2 separate regions of the Bombyx mori genome follow, and region 1 is linked to region 2. Evidence: chromatin contacts called from public Hi-C data. All regions are on one chromosome and are shown on one strand. Each heading gives the region's core, a stretch centred on a gene start, on an enhancer-like site or on the middle of the called end of the contact. The rest is flanking DNA. Distances are from core to core; before and after follow the strand shown.

Region 1 (5,179 bases), core at 2,278-4,777, 110 kb after region 2:
TTATGCAAATGTCCTAACGCGTTGTTTTGGTTGTTGACATTTCGATTCATAGCGTCCTCTACAGATGGCGCTACTTCATAGCAGCTGGTCAGCTGTCATGGCGACAACTTGTCAAGGAAGCGAGAGAAAACTGTCAAAGAAGAACTGTCAAGCAAACTTGTACACAAATCGGAACCAAGCTCATAAAATATTTATTTCATAGAAACTTTTCGATGAACGTCCAGCCTCGTTAACAATAATGCCTTCCACCATACTGTGATTACTACATTTGTTGAATTTTAATTAAAGTTTATTTCATAATTGTTAGCTACACGCACTCGTGTTGTGTTTGGCGCGTTTGTTGGTCGCGGATAGAGTTTGTATCACAATTTGTCGAATGTGATGTTTATTTAGTTATTAAAGACATTCCTCGTGTTAATATTTCTAAGGTAAGTTAATCACTTGCAATCGAGGTATTGTCGTTTTATGTTTGGGTTTACGACCTAAAGTTTTGTTTACAACTTATTTCCTGTGTTTATGAGTGTCAAATCCAAAGAAAAATATTGATGAAACTTTAGTAAGACGTTCAATAAATAACTCCCAACTCAATTCATCTTTATTTAAAAACAAAAAAAAGGTGTGATTTACCTAAATGTTTATTTTTAAATTTAGTTCAGTGTGACCAAAACAAATAATCACAGTAGAAAAATGCATAGGTAAATTAGCGATTTTTTTTTTTGTAATGAGACATTATTATAACACCATAACAAATGTCAATATCTTTAGATATTGATTCTACAGTTATAAAACCCCTTTTATATATATGAGTATCGAGTACACATCCAAATGGGGTTCTTAGATTCCCTATTGTGTTCTCCGCTGTAGATCACGGATCTCACTCCGACTACTGCCGTAGAGTTGCGCAGTTGTGTTGTGAACAATTACATTTTTTATGCATTAAAATTGTTGGCGTAGAATCATATTATTCAGTAATAATATTATCGAGGTGTATTTAGTTGTGTGGGTATTGTTTGTGTAATCACAATGAACATGGTGAGCTCTTTATACCCCTACTAGTAAAGGTTTTTTTTTCATAACTTGTTCATTGTACCGTGAAGTTATGATTTAATTTGTTTTGACATGTTCTCATTATATGAACCATCCAAATTTTTTGTAGTATTGATGAATGCATTCACATATTAAAATGATTAAATTTTTAAAAATTGTTAACAATAGATGAACTGAATTTTTTTGTTGTTGGATATATTTCAAGTAATCAGATATTTTATTATATCCATTTATAAGCAGATTGACTCGTAAGGCATTAGATGCATTCTGTACAGTATTTTATAATATGATGTATTAAGTTATACACCGATCGATGATGGAGACTCTTGACTCCAGCGTGCGGTTTCATTTCTGCTTGCCGTCCCTCTCATACTTCCACCAATTGAATACGAGGCTGAGTATGATCCTTATTGTTTGGTTTATTGATTTTTTTCATGGCTTGGTGGTTTTTTGATGCGCAAGCAGTACGTCTTTAACTCACTGCGCTCTCAGTTCGGTCTATTCATAAACTGTTATTGATTATTTTTTGTGTAATGTGGGATACAGAATGGCTTTGGTGTGAAGATATGCAAAAGTTAAGTATTTTGATGGTGATTAAACTTAATCTTGTTAAAGTTTGAAACCTACAATTGCCAAAAAATATTTTTTTTTAGGGAAAATGTGTTAAAGTGTTCTACTATACAATAGTAGAATTAGGAAAGTGCATACATACAAAGTCTCATATGTAAATAAATAAAAAATATCAGGAAAAAGGATATATTAAAGATATCACATTAAAATATATAAAAAATTGTACTTCAGTGTAAGCCTATTTTATAGTTAAGTGTAATATTTGAGTATAAAATAGTTGATTCTATTTTGTATATTTAAAAAAAATATATTTGTTTATCCTAATATTCCTAATATCATTGGTTAGAGAATATATTTTATTGAAAAAACATTGCCTCTAATATTTACATTTCAACATATTTTTGTAGCTTCATCTATGCACAATAACCTAGCAAAATAATTATTAACAACAAGAAAAATTTCAAGGATGTTTATGATAAACACAAATCAGTCCTCAATGAATAGCAAATAGATCTGTTATAGAACTTAAAACTGTACTAGGAAACATAAACAAGCATATTTTACTAGGAATAGCTAACAATCACTTTTCCTATACATCTAATCGATTGAAGTCTGCTTGCATCCGAAGGTGGATTAGGTTTTCGTTTGAGCGCGGCATTTCCCTCCATCACTGCATCCAGTTTCGAACTCGTCTCGAAAATCATGAACCTCGAATTTTGGAAAATTGGACCCGTTTTGGAAAACGGTGATCTACTAGAAGAATAGCTCGTTTCCCCTCATTATTTCGTTATTTAATCATAACAGAACATCTAGGGACGTTAAGAAGCGTCTCTGATCCGGGTCCTAATAGATAACTTTGGTTGACTGTTAGAGAATGCCTTAGGCATTAAGTCCGCCAATGTAAATTTTACATGAAGTATAATAAATAAAATAAATAAATAAATAAGCAGTGGTAGTAACAGGACGATACCGCGGCATGATCTAGAGGCAGATTCGCTTTTTTCTTAATAATTATGTACTTAACAGTGTTCACAAAAGCCTTTCGCGGTCAAGGAACAGCGTTGAGTAGTAGTAAAACGAGACGCAAATTTTGTGTAATTTCTGGTAGCACGCTGTCGGCTCGTGCGGGTGAGTCATTACCACTGTACTGCACATTGTCAGTAATATCTATTATTCTAATCCACTTGCGAGTTTGGCTTTCTAAAGTGGACGGCAATTATATTGTATCATTTATACTGAAATCCACTGGTTTGTGTGTGCGACCGAAACGCGATTTGGTAAAAACACGCAATTTTGGAACTTCTTTAAATCGAGTATTGCCAGTTATTGTCTTGGAGAGAGTGAGAGAGAGTATTCTTTATTGTACACCAAAAAAAATATAGACAAATCGAAACATTAAATACAAAAAAAAAGTACAATTTGCGGTTTTATTGTTAAGAGCGATCTTTTCCAGACAACCATCAGGTGGACAAGAATCATTTGGAAACGAATTACACGCGGTGTACCTATCGATTGAATTATATACATACACAGATAACATACATACAAATATGAACAAAGTAATAATAATTTTGCTCCTTTAAATAAATAATCTTAAATAAAAATACACAATTTACATATAAAATATGCTTAAAATACCTAAATCTTGTAATTAAATGTAATTGTCTTAATGTAACGCATTGGATAGATCCCCCTCCTGGCTGAGCCCTTGCTCGCACACCTGTCCTTGTGAAAGGACAGGAAATGCTTATGGGCTACCAGTAATCCCTCAATCATAAAAAGCATTGGATATAAGTTAATAGTGTTTTTGTTTGGTTTGTTTTAGGTAGTGTCTCGCCATGCAGCGTGCGGGTGGGAGAAGGGCCTGTGCGCCATGAGCCACACTCCTGTAGGCGGCCACCCGCAAGGTAAATATCACGTTTGAAGATTTCCAGACCTGTACCAACTGGGTTCGAGATTATCACGGCGTGACCACAGACTGTCTGAGCTCGGTGCATCGAAACGACACCCCCCACCCCCTCCCTCCCCCCGCCGGTGCTCAGTGAACCTACATGTACACACTACCCTACCGTGGGTTGAATGTCGACAATCAGCGTCTCCAGGACCCTGGATGCAAAGTCTGTAATTTTATTTCTGCGTTTCAGGATTAAACATTAGAGAATCTCGCCTACGCTTAGTCGAATACAAAGAGACCGTTACGAACAGACGCCGCGTCAAGACTTAAAAATATAAACAGATAAAATTATGTATTTAAAATAATAAAAATTACTTAGATGAGTGGTCGAGCTCACGGTGTGGTGCTAAGTGATTACCGGAGCCCGTAGACATGGTTTTTGAATCTTCAAATGGGGTTTCAAATCGTAACGCATTACTGCAATGTTAGTTTTGTATTTATGTTCAAAATAATATCAATAATATAAGTTTGTCCGTCCGCAGGTTGGGAGCACAAGCTTGCTGACAGGTCGTCGTTACCGCAGGCTTCGGGTGAGGAGAAAAGCAAATCTCAGTCCAAACATGTGTTCGCACAACCGCATTTCTCCAAGTAAGATAATCATAAATACATTTTTTAAGAGTCTTCATAATTTCGCCGGCATAAAGCAATATATCGATAAACATGTTGTGAGGTTATCCTTGGAAGATAGATTCCTGAAGAAATCATTGACAGGACGTACAGTACCCGGCGATAAATATTGCGATGTAACGTTAGCCGGAAATCCCACAACATGCAATCTTATTTCGAAAAAACTTCGAAAGAATTTTTGAAATGTAAATGTATGTTTATAAATTACGGATAGTTTTGATTATTTAAAATTCGTTATTGTGAGTACTGTTGTTCAGGGTCAGCATGGCGTGGCGCCAGCAGACGGAGGGGTCGTCGGGCAGCTCGGCGCGGTCGCCCGCCTCGCCGCCCTACATGCGCTGGGCGCGCAGTCTGCACGAGTTGCTTGAGGTAACAACTAACAACCCCATATTATCTCCACTATGCACTCGACGAGTTGCTCGGGGTAACAACTAACAACCCCATATTATCTCCACTATGCACTCGACAAGTTGCTCGGGGTAACAACTAACAACCCCATATTATCTCCACTATGCACTCGACGAGTTGCTCGGGGTAACAACTAACAACCCCATATTATCTCCACTATGCACTCGACAAGTTGCTCGGGGTAACAACTAACAACCCCATATTATCTCCACTATGCACTCGACGAGTTGCTCGGGGTAACAACTAACAACCCCATATTATCTCCACTATGCACTCGACAAGTTGCTCGGGGTAACAACTAACAACCCCATATTATCTCCACTATGCACTCGACGAGTTGCTCGGGGTAACAACTAACAACCCCATATTATCCCCACTATGCACTCGACGAGTTGCTGGAGGTAACAACTAACAACCCTATATTATCTTCACTACAAGTTTCTGCTTAACAGGCTGAAATACCATACGCATTCTTAAAAGGCTCTAAAAATATATGGAAACACAATTTAATAATAACTATCATTATGTAACTACTATCGTCTTTTAATAAAACGCTTTGTGTACAGTTTCCTT
Region 2 (4,625 bases), core at 919-3,418:
TTGTTGTTTGTGTATATTCTATTTTATATATTATATTAGTGTTAATATGTGCTGTAAGCTTTGAATTGCACAAGGCCCTATTTATAAGACATTGGTAATTTTATTGTTAGACCTCGGGTAGATAATAAATGTATATAATTTTTACTAAGTTTGACTATTCGGTTGCTCTCGATGGTACAGCAGAGCTCCCCTCACAGACTACTAGGTCAAGAAGGATTGCGCGTGAACATGTGCCGTCGATTTTAGTTATCCTTGAATTAAATATTCACTACCGTAATATGGTCGCGTGTGAGTGCTCACGTGCCTCATGCCATGGCCATTGAGATTCTTAATGACACGAATGACGGTTGCGTTTGTTATAAATGACCTCGATGCTGGATCACCATCGTAAATTAAAGATTTTTTTTTAAATGACGATCTTTCAAAGTAGAAAAGAAATTTGGTATTTATTAAGCTAGACTAAAAATACTTGATACCATGGTTAAGTAAATGCTACAGACTACTGGTTTTACTAAAATCCGTTCTGAGATGTCAGTTTATATTTTGTGCACTTTTATGCATACTTTGAAAGTTTGTCACAAACACAAGAGGCTGATTGTTTTTTTGTAGTTTTAAATCTAATTTTGTTAAAGAATATTTCCTTAGTAAATAATTGAAAATTAACATCGATACAAAGTAAATTTTGTAAACTTTAAAATGCTGATATATGTTATCGGATTGATTTATAATGTTCTATTAGTTTTAATATGATATTCCTGATTGTTGACTAAATATTTTATAATTTTGAGTTAATTAATTCACGCTTTTTTTCAAGTTTCTCTTAGTTATCAATTCATAAGTTCATATATCAATAAATTTGGCACAATATATTTCGGATTTTTTTTTTTATGGTTTTACACTTTTGGATACTCAAAAATTTGTTCGCCGTAGAAAACCGTGTTCACAATTTTCTAATTATCCAAATTTTAAATTATAAGATGATTCGCATTTTCAATTTTTCGTGCATAATTCAAACATTCAATTCAAACATAGAGGCATCTGACATATTTCCTCTGAAACTTGAATATTTTTACAAAGTCGATTCACAGTTTGTAATAAAAGTGTTGATGTAGTTAAAAATACTACAGAGTCAAAATCGTAATTTATAAGGGTTTTATTAATTTATAAAACATTACAATATTATTGCTTCGCTATGTATAAGTTCCTTATAAATAAGAAATACCTCACAATTTCTCTACAATTTGTTTGTAAACTTTTAGTTGATTTAAATAGCGTTATAAGTATGAAGTCATTTGTTTTAGTCATTTTTGTGTAGTTTTTAGATTAGCGTGTTTGATTTCGTGTTTTTGTACCTGCATATGTGGAAATAAATTTAATATGAATAAATCTTTAATTTTAAATCGAGTTTTACTGTCTATTCCTTTAAAATTTATCTTGATATTAATAAAAAGTAAGTTCGCCTTGGTATGTCGCAAATTGTGTTTTTCGATTGTCTAAATAATAATAGTACATAATTAAACTGTATTTCAATTAAAACTCACTTTAGGAGTATTCAAATAAAAGGGGAATGACACTGGTGAAATAATTAATTGTCCGAAATGTAAGTCTGGAAAGATCGAATCATACTGAATAAATCCGATGTCGTTTGCAAGGTGATGTTATATCCAAATATGGTTGTATTACATGAAAAACGATTTGAGACGGAATGAGTCTAATCAATTGGGATAGTGTTACATAATGGTTCAGTGGAACTTTTGGAAGAACCCGAGGAGCTACCTCCAGAAGCTTTGTTTCATTTTCTCGTATTGGTGCGATTTCGCAGATGCTAAATAGTTAATAAACCAACGTTATTAAACTTGGAGAAATTCTAAATCAGTTTGAAAAAAATAAAACGACTTACACAATGATTTTTGACTTACAGAACTTCGCTTTTCGCGTTCCCGCCAAATTTTTGTTTAGCAGTTCAGGGCGCAAGAGGGCGTCTTTGATTTAGTGTTTTTTTTTTAAATAAGCTTATTAGTATTAGTATATTATAGTATACTCTACCGATATACAAATACATTAAATATAATATAATTGACAAAAATCCAAAATATTTTTTATTTCACAATATTGGTAGGTATGTTGATAATTATGTTATTATGCGTGTGACGGAATGACACATCAAAGCGTTCATTAGTTGACCAATGTCCCGCTAGGTTACGCTATTGTGCATCAACACCATGGCGAAGGCGACGTCAAGAACGTGAATAAGTTTCTGTTTTCTATACGAAAGTGTTGTTTTTTGTCAGTTTATAAGTTGAAAGACTTACAATAAAGCTGTTCTCGGTGTCGTTTTGTTATTAAGTGCTTGAACTATTATTTCAAAATTAAAAGTTTTGTGTGTGAAGTTGTAACGAACTCTCGGAATACTTCGGAATTCAGGTGTCAACGAGGTAAGAAATTGATGCTTATTTCAAGAATACGCCTTCTAAAATTAACACTCACGATGCTGGTGTACATTTTAGTTATCTTAAACCCCGTAATTAGCCCGAAATAATAAAAACGTTACATTAACAACAATGAGCAGGTAATAGTTATAAATAATTTGCGTTAAGGTTAGGTTTGTGTCGTCTACCGCTGTGTTGAACGTTTATACAACCAGTTATGTTACGGGCTAGATATTCAATATATATTTAAAAAAAAACTTCACCTTTTTTGTACTTTCAAAAAGTTTGTGAACTATTTAAAACTTTTGAGTCACCTACTCACCTAGTGACCTAATATTGTTTTGAGTAGGTACGGATCGGTAAAATTAAAAATTAAATCATGAATTACGAAGTTCTTTCAATTACTTTTACAGAGATAACTGTTGAGTGATATTGAGAGAATCTATAAATCGAAAGTTTATTTGTTTACACTAATTTGTAAGTAGGTAATTAATGCTACAATTGATAATATGCCTGATAGATAGCAATAAAATTCAAAATATATAAATAAATCACCACTGGTTTTTCATTCTCAAAATAATTATATAATGAAGCAAAAAATTATATATATGACTTTTACTGTAAAGCTATGGAATAAATTTTCAATTACTTAAAGATACCTGAATTGTCACGAAAAACATTTTTAGTTAATTAGTATGTGGTCTAGTAGTAGTAGCCAGTAATTTAAACTAGAATATTCTTATGAACATGTGTTAAAACTATTTCTACAGCCAGTACTTTTTTGTATGGCTTGAAAAACAATAGGCATTCACCATTATTTTATTCATTTTTAACATTCCCCGAAGAAAAGTCTGATATGTGTACAAACCTAAGTGAAGTATAATTATTGACATATTGCTCCCAGTGACTTCATAACCGATGATAGATGGAATAATTATGTATAAAAATATGATGATGAGATGACATAATGTAATGATATAAACGTATACAAGTTTATGAAAAAAAAAACAAATAAAAACCTTTTTTAGAATAATGCAAACTTGCTTAAAAATGTTTTTTTTAGTAGGAACTCCAGCTGGGGCCTAAGCCGGTGGATTGTCTCATCATTAATATTTCATAGTAAAAAGATATTAAGAAAATTGTATATGCAGTGTCTCAGCATTAAAAAGCTGGAATCATAATAATTTATTCAAAATGAAATTGGGTAAATAAAATATCTTAGACAATCAGAATATATTATATCGTCACTTAATTTATATGAAAATAAAATCTAATTTGAGGAAATAATTAACACGAAACTTATTACCTTTGCAATCTTGTAAACTGTGTATAGAATTTCATAACATGCCGTCACCAACATTAAAATTACAAATAAGAAAACGCAAATATATTATTAATACAGTACATAATACATGATACAATGTCAAAAAAGAAAAAAAAAAAGCAGATGTGTCATCAATCCCTCTCTTCTTTTTGTAAAAAAACGAGGTTTGCAACAATCAATTCCCTTTGTGAGCGACATCAATGAGAGCGGTTACTGTGTACCTATCCTTTGATCTCGCCGCCCTCTGAAGATGCGACAGTGCGCTAATACCGGCGTCGCGGCGCTAAACGACGTAACCGCCTTTTTGAAGTTTCATGGACTAAAAATGTATCGATTCTACGCTGTTTTTGTACACGGACACAGGAAGCTCTCTTATAATTAATATTTGGACTAATATTTCTACATTTATAATTTTGTATCGAAATTAGATTATTTTAGATGTTGTGATTTCTAAGTCATAATCTTAACTGTCTACAAGATTCTATGAAAAAAATAATTAATATAAAATGTGCATAGGCCTTGTATGATTTTCATTTATTAAGTTAAGTCGTTTAAAGCAGACTAGTGAAATAAATTTATAGTGTAAAAATCTCAAAAAATGCAAAAATTGTCCAGCATTTTCGAGAAGTACCTAACTTCTGCTATGCTATAGAAATTAATTAACAATTAAATTATACTAGAGGTCCCGCAGTAGTCAAAATTCGACTATAATTAATTGGAATTGTAAGTTTGTACACTGTTATGATTATATTTTATACTTCTATAATCACAAATTTCGCCAAGACTACACTATACAAAATATTAACTAAGACAAACAATATTTAATCTATTCTCAATTTGACAACAGACGTCAAGAACAAAAGTTTGACAAT

Evidence for each region. A called contact is a pair of places that touch in the nucleus more often than the background predicts.
Region 1: a contact with region 2 is called in a Hi-C map of whole pupa, with 3 times the contacts expected there. The contact joins the enhancer-like site here to the promoter of LOC101739893 in region 2. A contact is called at or near these places in 2 of 7 Hi-C or Micro-C datasets (both in whole pupa).

What each region holds. Positions count from the first base shown.
Region 1 is chr17:13,595,839-13,601,017 of ASM3026992v2, forward strand. LOC101739893 (axin) reads left to right here. Exons shown (of 18, transcript XM_012695811.4): 4 at 3,443-3,524; 5 at 4,054-4,159; 6 at 4,456-4,567. The coding sequence starts at 3,491. Among protein-coding and RNA genes, the nearest start is that of LOC101746781, 30 kb to the right of the region's middle. Within about 2 kb of position 3,528, at least 2 of the 8 cell types and tissues checked have open chromatin away from gene starts, as enhancers often do.
Region 2 is chr17:13,486,804-13,491,428 of ASM3026992v2, forward strand. It overlaps LOC101739893 (axin), which reads left to right and starts at 2,169. Exons shown (of 18, transcript XM_012695811.4): 1 at 2,169-2,435. It overlaps LOC101746640 (TATA-binding protein-associated factor 172), which reads left to right. Exons shown (of 34, transcript XM_038016718.2): 34 at 1-1,400.